Regions from separate parts of the Zea mays genome. Here region 2 is linked to region 1. Evidence: chromatin contacts called from public Hi-C data. All regions are on one chromosome and are shown on one strand. The core of a region is the stretch at or near the end of the contact, and the rest is flanking DNA. Distances in the headings are between cores, read along the strand shown. Region 1 has its middle 68 kb from the start of LOC109940358. Region 2 holds the start of LOC100278907.

Evidence for each region. A called contact is a pair of places that touch in the nucleus more often than the background predicts.
Region 2: a Hi-C map of tassel shows a contact between it and region 1, with 4 times the contacts expected there. The contact joins the promoter of LOC100278907 here to the enhancer-like site in region 1. A contact is called at or near these places in 3 of 25 Hi-C or Micro-C datasets (ear, leaf and tassel).

The regions. Positions count from the first base shown.
Region 1 is chr6:117,367,618-117,372,893 of Zm-B73-REFERENCE-NAM-5.0, forward strand. No RefSeq gene overlaps it. Among protein-coding and RNA genes, the nearest start is that of LOC109940358, 68 kb to the left of the region's middle. Within about 2 kb of position 3,149, at least 16 of the 20 cell types and tissues checked have an H3K27ac peak or open chromatin away from gene starts, as enhancers often do. A contact at or near this core is called in ear, leaf and tassel, where this site is marked.
Region 2 is chr6:117,451,676-117,456,839 of Zm-B73-REFERENCE-NAM-5.0, forward strand. It overlaps LOC100278907, which reads left to right and starts at 1,633. Exons shown (of 3, transcript NM_001360922.1): 1 at 1,633-2,216. The coding sequence starts at 1,722.

The sequences.
Region 1 (5,276 bases), core at 1,899-4,398:
ACCTGTATAACTTATACACTAGAGCAAACTAGTTAGTCCAATTATTTGTGTTGGGCAATTCAACCACCAAAATCATTTAGTAAATAGGTGTAAGCCTAATTCCCTTTCAACATTCTGATTACTCTAGTTATCTAACTTTTTATGTGGGCTGAGTTAAATGACTTATTTAATAAATACGATGACAAATTTGGTTCTGTGAGGTTGCAGATGCCTTCAAATGCTACCCCTGGTGAAGGTGCGAGCAAATATGCTTGGGATTTGGTGTTTGGTGGTGTTGCTGATTGCATTGGTACTAGTTCTTCAATGGGACTAGGTGATGGTCAAGGTGCCTTTGGTGCCAATTATTCCTATGGTCTTGCTACTGGTTCTAGCCTTGGTCCTGAAATCTCAAGAAGAACATCAGCTACTGCTTTGCTTCATGCAAAAAGTACTTGCAACTTATCTGGATAGTGGCACTATTTAGAAGTTTGATGATGACTTCAATCTCCTAGACTGGTGGCATGATCATAAACTCACATGTCTAGTAGTTTGAATCTTAGCTAAAGATATAATTTTTGTTCTTGTCTCTTCTGTGAGTTCAGAAACGGCGTTTAGTCTTGTAGGTAGGGTCATCGAGGAGTGGTGACGTCGACTCGGCTCGGTAATGGTGGAGATGCTTTCTTTGCTCAAGGACTAGGAGGCAGCTGATGCAAGGATGAAGCACACAACAGAAGATAAAACCCTGGAGGGGTCCTTCAAAGATCGGTTCCTTGATTAATATGTTATGTGCTTGATTGTGCCATGTGCATATGTAACTGAGCTACTGAAGTATGCCCTATGAACACTGTGATGAACTAAGTGATGAAAGTATGAAAATAATGAGTTGGGTTGTACTCTTTTCCTATCTAGGGTTTCTCACGAGGTGTGAGTTTTACCTAGATAGGTTTTAACGAGGCAGCCATTGCACCAGTTCAAAATTATTAATATGTGTTATGTGAATTGTGATGATCTAATTTGTGATGATCTGATATGTGATGATGAGTATTGCCTAATCTGAGATCTGATATGTAATGATGAGTGGCTACGTGAGACATGACAAAATATTTGAGACATTGCAAATCTATCAGTATTCTTTTTGTTTGTGCCTGACCTACCTAAACAGTAGGCACGAATACTGGCTGCAATAATATCAAATTGTATGCCTTGAGGGACTATAAAGTTAAGGATGAATATGAATACCTGGATATCCAAATCATCTGTATTTGTATTCGTTAAAATGATAATATGGATATTTGTATTCGTATTTGAATTTAATGTCGATGTCAATTGAATGTATCTGAATTCGATGTCTAATATTTTTCTCTATCTGTTCCGTATTCAATTAGAAAACTTGGAGAGATTGGAAGCTTTGAATGTGTCTTGGAATGGATTGCTAGCTCTTGTATTGAATGTGTATGAGTGGAGTGCTTGGATGTTATGAATGGAGGTGGTTGGAGTTGTATATATAGCCTCCAACCACTTCCTAGCCGTTGCTTCTTTTCTGCCGACCGCGGACGGTCCGCGCCCCTGGTCCGGACAGTCCGTCCCTGCACATCAACGCTGAAATCGCAACAGTCAGCAGTAACAGGTATAGAGCATTTAATGTGTCGTCAGATGTCAGATAAATCAGTCGCGGACGGTCCGCGAAGACGCTAAAAATGAATTTTAGCGAATCCGTCACCTTCGGGTTTTTCTGGTTTTACAATGACTGGACGGTCCGCGCCTGAGGTCGACGGTCCGCGCTTCTCACGTACATGAAATCAAAACTGACGTTCCAGGAGGCTCTGCGCGGGGGTGTGGGGGGCTTGGCCGGTGACCAGGGGCACTCTTCGGTGGCCACCTCTCGCTTGGGTTGGGCATCACGCACACTGGGAGCTAGGCTCGGCCGTGTCGCGCGGGGCTGCCGAGGGGAGGGAAGGGGATGCGGCAAGGGGCTCAGCCAGGGGTGGCTGGGCCTAGGGAGAGGGAGGCTCTACGACTACACGACGAAGAAAACAAGAACGAAAAGGACCAACAATAGAGGAAGGGCTCACCGGAGAAAAAAACCTCGTCGCAGCCAAGGAGAAAAACACGGATTGGGTACGAACCGTCGGTCGGATCGACGAATCGAAGGCATCGGGACGAAGCTCTCGGTGAGACGAACACAACGGTACCCTCGGATTCCACCGACGACGCACGGATCGAAAGTAATTGCTCGCCATCGGAGTTGGAACCGCTCCGAACTTCGTCGAGCAATTCCGAGAGCCGGGAATTGAATATGAGGAAAACGTTTTGTGATTCGGAATGTGCTCGACGAGGAGAAGTCGGGAATATATATATAGTTGGGGTTCGGACAAGATGAAAATTCGGGTCAAATTCGTTTTTTTTAATTCAGAAAAGCCTAGAAATCCATATTTTGTGCTCAAAAAACTATAGATGCTTCCAATAATTCTAAAAAAATCCTAGAAATGTTTTGGCACCTAATGAACTCAAAAAACATATTTATAGTTTCTAAAAACATTTTAAGTATCTCAAATAAATAGATTTTAGTTTCCGGAGAATAGAAAAATACTCCGAAAAATATAAAATCTACCGAGAGCTTCTATAGGATATACTAACATGTTTTAAACACATTTTGCACTTAGAAACACCGTGCAACTGCATGAATGCAACAACCAAATCGTCTTTAGGGCTCATTCCACTATGTTTACGCCAATATAAAACAAAATATTTCTCTATTTTTGGAAAAAAAGAAGTAAAGCAAAGAGATGAGAGAATACCATCTGAATTTGGTGTATATTAGGAAAGAAATTTTATACCCCAAATTTAGGGTGTTACGAGGGCCCAACTCTCCTCTCTCCTAGCTCGTTCTAATCTCTAGACGTTTGTGTTCCTGCATCTTGACTGGCACCTAGGTTGGGTTAGGGTCAAGGGAGTCGCAGAGAGGGCTTCAGGTTATATACCCCTGCTCCGGAGAGTTCGCCCCGGTGTTTGGCTGGCTAGATATGGATTTTCCACCACCGACATCATGTTCAGTTCGTAACGAACGTGATGAGGAAGAATATGTTGTGCACACGGACCCACATATCAGCCGCTTGGTCGAGAGCCCGCGTCCAAGGAGAAAACGAGTTGGACGGGAGTGGTCTGGTTATTTGCCAAGGGGGACGCGAGGTGTGGATTTGAAACTGGCCCGACGAGGTGGAATGCGGCCCAGGCGACAATTAAGTTCACTTTCCCTTTTTTCTTTTTCTTTTAGTTTGTTTTCTATGTTAGCTTCTCATTTCAAAATCCTATTTCAAATTTCCAATCTGAGTTTAAAGTTTCTATTCAAATTATTATGCACAACATAAAACTCCAACATGGTAATGAAAAGATTTTTATTTTATTTGAATATATAATTAGCCACATGCTTTAAAACATAATTCACGTACACGTATCTTATTTAATAAGACACTCTTTTGGAATTCTAAAATTCAGAATTCATTACTTATTTCCTTTAACATGAATTATTTTAATCCAAATACTTTTAAAGAGTACTTTACTTATATAGTTATAAAGGGAAATATACTTTATGAAGGAAATCATTGTTAGAATCTAAGTTTTAGTTTCAAAATTTTAATCTAAGTTTTGCACCCAAACTTTAATGTTAGGCCCCGTTTGTTTCCTTTCATTTTAAAGGAATTGGAATCTTACTATTGTAATAGGCTATTTTTTTAGAATGTGACTGTCGGTGTTTTGGGTCCGACCGCACACCTGGGGTTGCCCCTCGAGGTGTTTTTAGGAGTAGGACGGTGTCGACAATTGTAGCAAAATGATTCGTGCCGATTGCACGAGGGACAGTGGACAGGGTTTACAGGTTCGGGCCGCTTAGAGATGCATAACACTCTACGTCCTGGTGAGTATGCTTGGTGGATAAGGTTACAAAAGAGCTCTCTGGATTAAGAATGCAGAGAGTTGATGTAGGCGGCTAAGTAATAGTGTCGATCGTTCTGAAGGGGTGCCTCCTAGGCCTTATATACTCGACCGTGGGGCAATACATGTGGATATGATAACAACGAGTAGCTAAAAGATAGTGAACTGCTTGAGTTCATCTCCATGTAGTTCTGCCGACTTATCCTCGCATGGCTCCGTTGCATGGGGGCTCCAGCGCGGGAAAGTCGGATTTCTGTTGCGGTCACTCGCTCGACGTTGCGGGTCGTCCGGGTTTGCACCAATCCAGCCTCATGTCGATCTGCTTTGCTGGTTGTCTCTCCTCAGGCCACGAAAGAATGACCTTACGATTTATTGGGCCCTTGGGCCTTTCGTGAGGTCTTTTACTCTTTTAGTGGACCCGGGGGATATCTATCCCCCACAAGCCCCCGATCTTTGGGTTAATTTAGAGGTAATCAGCCCAAAGATCCGAGGTCCAGCTTGCAGGTGATTTGAAGAAAATGACTTCCTGTTGTCTTCTCCTGCTTTGATCACTCGTAGACCGAAGCCTAGTTTCGTGCTTGTGCCTTAGAAGTCGGCATTTCAATTTGTAGGATTCTGAACTTCATTGGGTGCACCGGAGGTGCACCCAATGGGTGTAGCCCCCGAGCTTCGAGTAGATTTTTAGAAAACAATCTGCTCGAAGGTCTTCCCCAGAAATTATTTCCATTAGTACTCCTGCGTTTTGGTTGAAGGTTGGCCTTTTAATCTTGTCCCGCGCCTTAGAAGTCGGCACTATCTTGGCTTGGAATGATAATCCATGGGGTGCACCGGAGGTGCACCCAATGGGTGTAGCCCCCGACCTACAAATGGATTTTTGAGGATAATCCATTCGAAGGTCTTCCTTTCGTGTCTCTTTGCTGAAAATTATCCTTTCTGTTTGTAGGAATTGGCATGAAGCTATTCGCATTATGCTTTGGAGGTCAGCATTATGTCATCAATATTTTGCTTCAGAGGTCAGCATATATTTTGTCTTTAGCAGCCGAGTTCGCAATCCATCCATATCCTGCTAGGTAGTGCAATTTATTTGCTCTGTGACTGATTGGACGTTTGATGGACGTTCTCTGTCTAGTCTTCACGTCGCCTCTGTCGGCCATATTTTGTACTTCACTGGCTATATTTGGCTTTCCTATGATCCTTACCGATATCTCATTTTTGTCTTGAGGTATTCACTGCGTGCCCTGCACAGATGTGACCGTTTTGAAAAATATACTGATAATTCCTGGGTGTCCCCCCAATGGGTGTGGGCAAGGGACGGCTTGGTACGCTGAGTGTTTTAGCCGGCTGCTTCTGAGTAGTAATGTGATGTG
Region 2 (5,164 bases), core at 383-2,882, 83 kb after region 1:
ACACGTGTGCTGTGCTAAATACAATTTAAATTGTGCAGCATTGAATGCCAATAATTATACTTAAATTAAAAATGATTTAATCCAATGAAATTAAGTTTATACAAGATGAAATACCTATTTGTACAATAGGACATAATAGAATACTACGATTGATTCATAACACAATAATGTTAGTCTCAAGTTAATTCTACATGTAGTTATGGTCCTAACAACTTCTAGAGGTGGCCACCCTATCGTTGACTGTATCATAGATGTGCACAATCAAAGTAAATAAAAATTATTCTGTTTTTCCATACTAAGATATAGCATTTTCTATCTATTATATCTAAGAACATCTTACAAATCTTAATATAATTGTCTATAGCAAAAGAGAACCCGTTAGTTTGACAAGCTATCGTGTATTATACTTCCTTTATTATAAATTATTTTTTAATATTTTATATATAGCTTTGTCTATGCACTTAGATAGACAATATATCTATAAATAATAAAAATAATATATCTAGAACAACTAAGATATTTATAATTTATAATGAAGAGAGTATTTTTAAAATATATCAGTCTTTATTGATGGTGAAACATAATTTAGGCCATGTTTTATGAAGTCTTCGTCTAAGGTTGTCTCTACTGAATATCTACTGAATAGTGGAAAATAGAGGATTGTATTGTAAATGACACTATTTACGGAATTAAGTTTAAAATAGCGGATATAATAGAGAATGTGACAGTGCCGAGGGGAGTTGACTTCCACCCATTGCTATAGTAGCCGTGGTAGCCAGTGAACAAAAAGAGAGAAAAACTTCGTGAACCTTGGCACTATGGCGTTAAAAATACAACAAAAGATGAAGAAATTCTATCGAAGACGACTTTAGTCATTGGTAATATTCAGGTCTCATTTGATATGGTTCTAACAACTCTGGCGTCTTTTTATAGTGTGCATAGAAACTAGTGAAAACAAAAGCAGTGGCTTCATGAACTTCTAGTATATTTGAGAGATGCGAGATACAAAAGTTCCTTACAGTAGCTCATCTATTGCATACATCATTTATAATAAATAATATGAAACTACAATCACGTAGCACATGCTCCTCACGCTGGATTATTCTATATTTGCCTACTTTGTTTTACCTTCTGGCATGAGAATCGGCTTCTGACACCCAATTGTTTCGCTTCTTAGTTTGTTTATGTAAGAATCGATTCAATAAAAATCACTTAAATCAAAATAAATGTAAATCGAGTCGTTCAGAGGAGAGAAATTTGTCGTTTTCTAACCTCTAAAACGTGAACATACAGACTTCATGTTCCTCAACACGTAAGCCTAATGATATCTAGATTATTATGACAACTAGATTATATCAGAATTTAGATTAAAAACTCTTAGAACTAGTTTGAGAAATCTATTGAGAAAATAAGGTTCCCAAACTAGTCCTTAACCAAAAAAAAAAAAAACTGTCAACAGACCCATTATTCCACTGCCCAGTCCCCATCCCGGTTCCGGGCCAGTTGGCCAGTTGCCAGACTTCTCAGTTCTCACACATTCATCGCGCCGCTTCTGAGCCTGGTCACACAGATTCGCACTGTACATAGCGAGACAGCAGAAGCCAAGGAAGCTGAGAGAGCAGAGAATGCTCTATAGTTCAGACTAGAAAGAAAAGCAGTGCAGGGCCACAGGGGAAGAGGGAGCCCCGCCCAAGATCGCAAAGGCAAAGTGGCAGACAACCATGGAGGTGGAGCCACCACCAGCTGCCGCGGTCGCTGTAGCAGCAGCGCTTCTGAAATGCCGCGGCAACGGTGGCGGCGGGGAGCCAACTCTCGAGGCCTTCGGTAAGGCGCGGTCGAGGAGCCCGAGCAGCGCGGCCGCCGCGGGGCCTCCACAAGAACCGGACGGCACCCCCGGCCCTAGTCGCCGCCGCGGGGAGGAGGAGGAGTCGCTGCGGCGCGGGCTCGCGGCTGCTCAGGCGCGGGCACGGGCGCGGCGGAAGGCGGGGCACGCCACGCCGTCGCCGTCCTGGAAGCTGGAGCCGTCGCCGCCGCGGCCGGAGGATGAGGCGCTGGCGGAGGCGGATTCGGGAGCGGGGAGGAGGGGCGCGCCGGCCGCGTCGGCGCGGCAGCTGGGCGCCACCTTGTGGGAGATCCAAGACGTCATCCGGGCCACCGGCGCGGGCCGACGGATCCGACGCCGCGGGCGGAGGGCGCCCACCGCGGATGCGGATCGGGTATGAACTTTGCCATCCGCGTCGCTTTTTTCCGGTCAACTTGATGACGCTAGTGGTCAGCTTGATGTCTGTATGCGTGCATCATCTAATGCTTCTCTTTCCACCTTTTTCTGGGTTTCTTGGATCTCGTCGTTCGATCTTGCGTCAAATGACTCAAATAACGCTTCCTTTTAGTCCCTAATAAAAAAAATCTTTGGTGGATTAGCAGCTATTATGTGTCCGTTCCCTTGTGTGGTTAACATTAGCTGTTTTCAGTGCTTTCCAGTATTGCTAAATATTACTACATGCCTTTCATTGACAAACTGACAGCATCAGATAGAATGCAAGAGTGGGTTATGGAGCATCTCCCTCCTTCCATATATATTCCACAATGTACATCATCATCGGTCCTTCTATCAGAAACAGTTCGATACTCATAGTCTACCGCTAAGCACTCTGTAGTTCGATTGTAGTTTGGTAGTGTGCTGTTAAGTCTTGGTTGTAAGTTGCATTTTTTTTTTTAAAAAAATCTTCTTCTCCACCTACTTTTGTTGAATTTTCAGAGCGAGCAAGTAAATGCAGCCATAAAAGCTGAATCCTTGTTTTGTGATAGTATTGTCTGTACGACCCTTGCAATTGAGTATTTTCTGGTACTCGTTTGACTTATGTTGTACTGGATATATGGTTGATCTGTAGGTTGCCACTGTACAGTGCTGTTCCTATTCCGGCTTTTTGTTGCGTGGGTGATGCACCATGATTTTCTGTTGAGCAGTAAAAACTAAATATAATTATTTTGTGGCAGTGGTATAGAAAATTCTGGAGTAGGCCTCATTCGGTTTGAAATGCTTTAGTGTAGTTCGCAGATGGAAGCATAGCCCCGAATTCCAGTTATATTAGAACATCACTGATTGATTATTTAGAGTGTCCAAATTGATAAGCTAAGAGAAACACAAAGAATATTAAAACTAGTGCTGCATGGACATCTAATATGGCCCAAAGATGAGCTGGCTGATAAGTTTGGCACACTTGCATGTATGACTGTCATCTGTGTGGTGGACTGAGCTTCAATGTGGACATGTACATGGAATTAGAATTTTATACTAAATGATTGTGAGTTTATTTCCTTTTAATGATTATGACATTTTCCATCCTAAGGCCTAAGGGCATACTCGTGCCTTTGTCTCTTGTATGCTTTATTTTCTTTGTTTGTGGTTTCTCCTAATATGGCTTCTGGTAGGAACCACCGAACTACATCGTGTTCTTGAGTATTTAGCATGCTTGTAGCCTTGTACTTGATGTCTCTGTTTAGTTATTTATTCACAAAACGTGGAGAAATCTTGCATGTATTAGCAACAGCAAAGAAGTGGTAAAGAAAGTGTATATCAGGTGGTTGTTGCAACTTCTTTAAGTATGTAACCGGTAGGTGTGAAAAATCGTATAGATCCTACAAAACTTGCAATATGCACTTTATTATTGTTTATTTGTTTATGCATTTGTTTTTTTACTTTCATGTTTTTAACGAACTAGAAGGGCATTGGTTTCTTTTCACACCATGCAATTTAGTAAGGGTCCCCTCACCTCATCATATCATTTGGAAACATAGTTTGTTCATCTTTTCTGATTTGTCATGCATTCTTATTACACAGCAGGATGTAGATAATGTTAAGTTGTGAACCTCTTATTTTGAAAGTGTGCGGTGATGCTTTTTGTTGAATACGACTAAGATTTGTGTCTTTTTAGGGCTGGTTTGGCTCCTTGGAATTGAATCAGTTTCTATGAATCAGATTCTAGGAATTGATTCGTCTAAAATTGTACCAGCTGGAAACGGATTCATTTCATTATTCTTGTTTGGGTGCAAACATAACTGAATTTCTGGAATTAAAATCAAAATCTTGTCTGGCTAACTTGGATCAAGAATTGAGCCCAGATTATCTAACCAGCACAATATATGAGACACACGCAGCACATACAGACCCATATAGAACACAAAGATCACAATATATGTATATAATCACTTAATCAGCACAATATATGAGGCCCAATCAACACAATATATGTTTAGACATCTAATAATCAAATTAAAACAAGTACATCAGTGAGAGGTAGGCACAAGCACGAACACGATATATGAACCAAACAACACGTGCTGATTACACATCAAAATTAAAACCATTAACCATTTGGTAAGAAACACATATTACTCTAATCACTTCTTAACTGCTTCAGTAGCCACCTCTTTCCCCTTTGAACTGGTAGAGCTATCATGCACTTAAATTTGCTAGCGTCAGAGGTGAGAACGTCATACAGGTCAAGATCAGTATCAGATTCTGAAAGTGTGGAAGAATTGGAGGAATAGTAGTTGATTCATGAGGGGACGATACATGTATGTGTGTGTGTGTGTCTATATATATATATATATATATATATATATATATATATATAGTTTATCTATTAGGAGCCTTGGGCTTCCAAAGAGTGACCGGAAGCCCTGACCCAACGCCACCTTTCGGTTCAGCCGCACCACCTCAAATAGACCAGGCCTCAAGTCGTCTATAAAAGCTACCCGAGACCACCACGAATTAGGGTTTCAGCGCGGCAACGGTTGCGGGCGGGCGGATCCAGCGCGGGCGGCTGCCACCGGCGTGGCAACCGTGCAGGAACCTGCTGCCGCTGCTGGTCCTGTCCGCGAGCGCCCGATCTCGCGGTCCCCACGGGCGCCATGGGCTGCGGCGGCTGCAACGGTTGCGCGACGACGGAACCAACGCGCGTGGACGGGCTGATCTGACGCGGGCGGACCACGACGACGATGGCCGACATGCGAGCGTGCAGGTCTGGCGGGATCTGGCACGGACGGGGCGCGGCTTTGGCCGATGCGCGGCCGGGCGGTTCTGGCGTGGACAGAAGGGGTCTATGGCGAGTGGACGACGAGTTCGCAGTTAGCGGACGGACGCGGCGCCGTCACAGGCAAC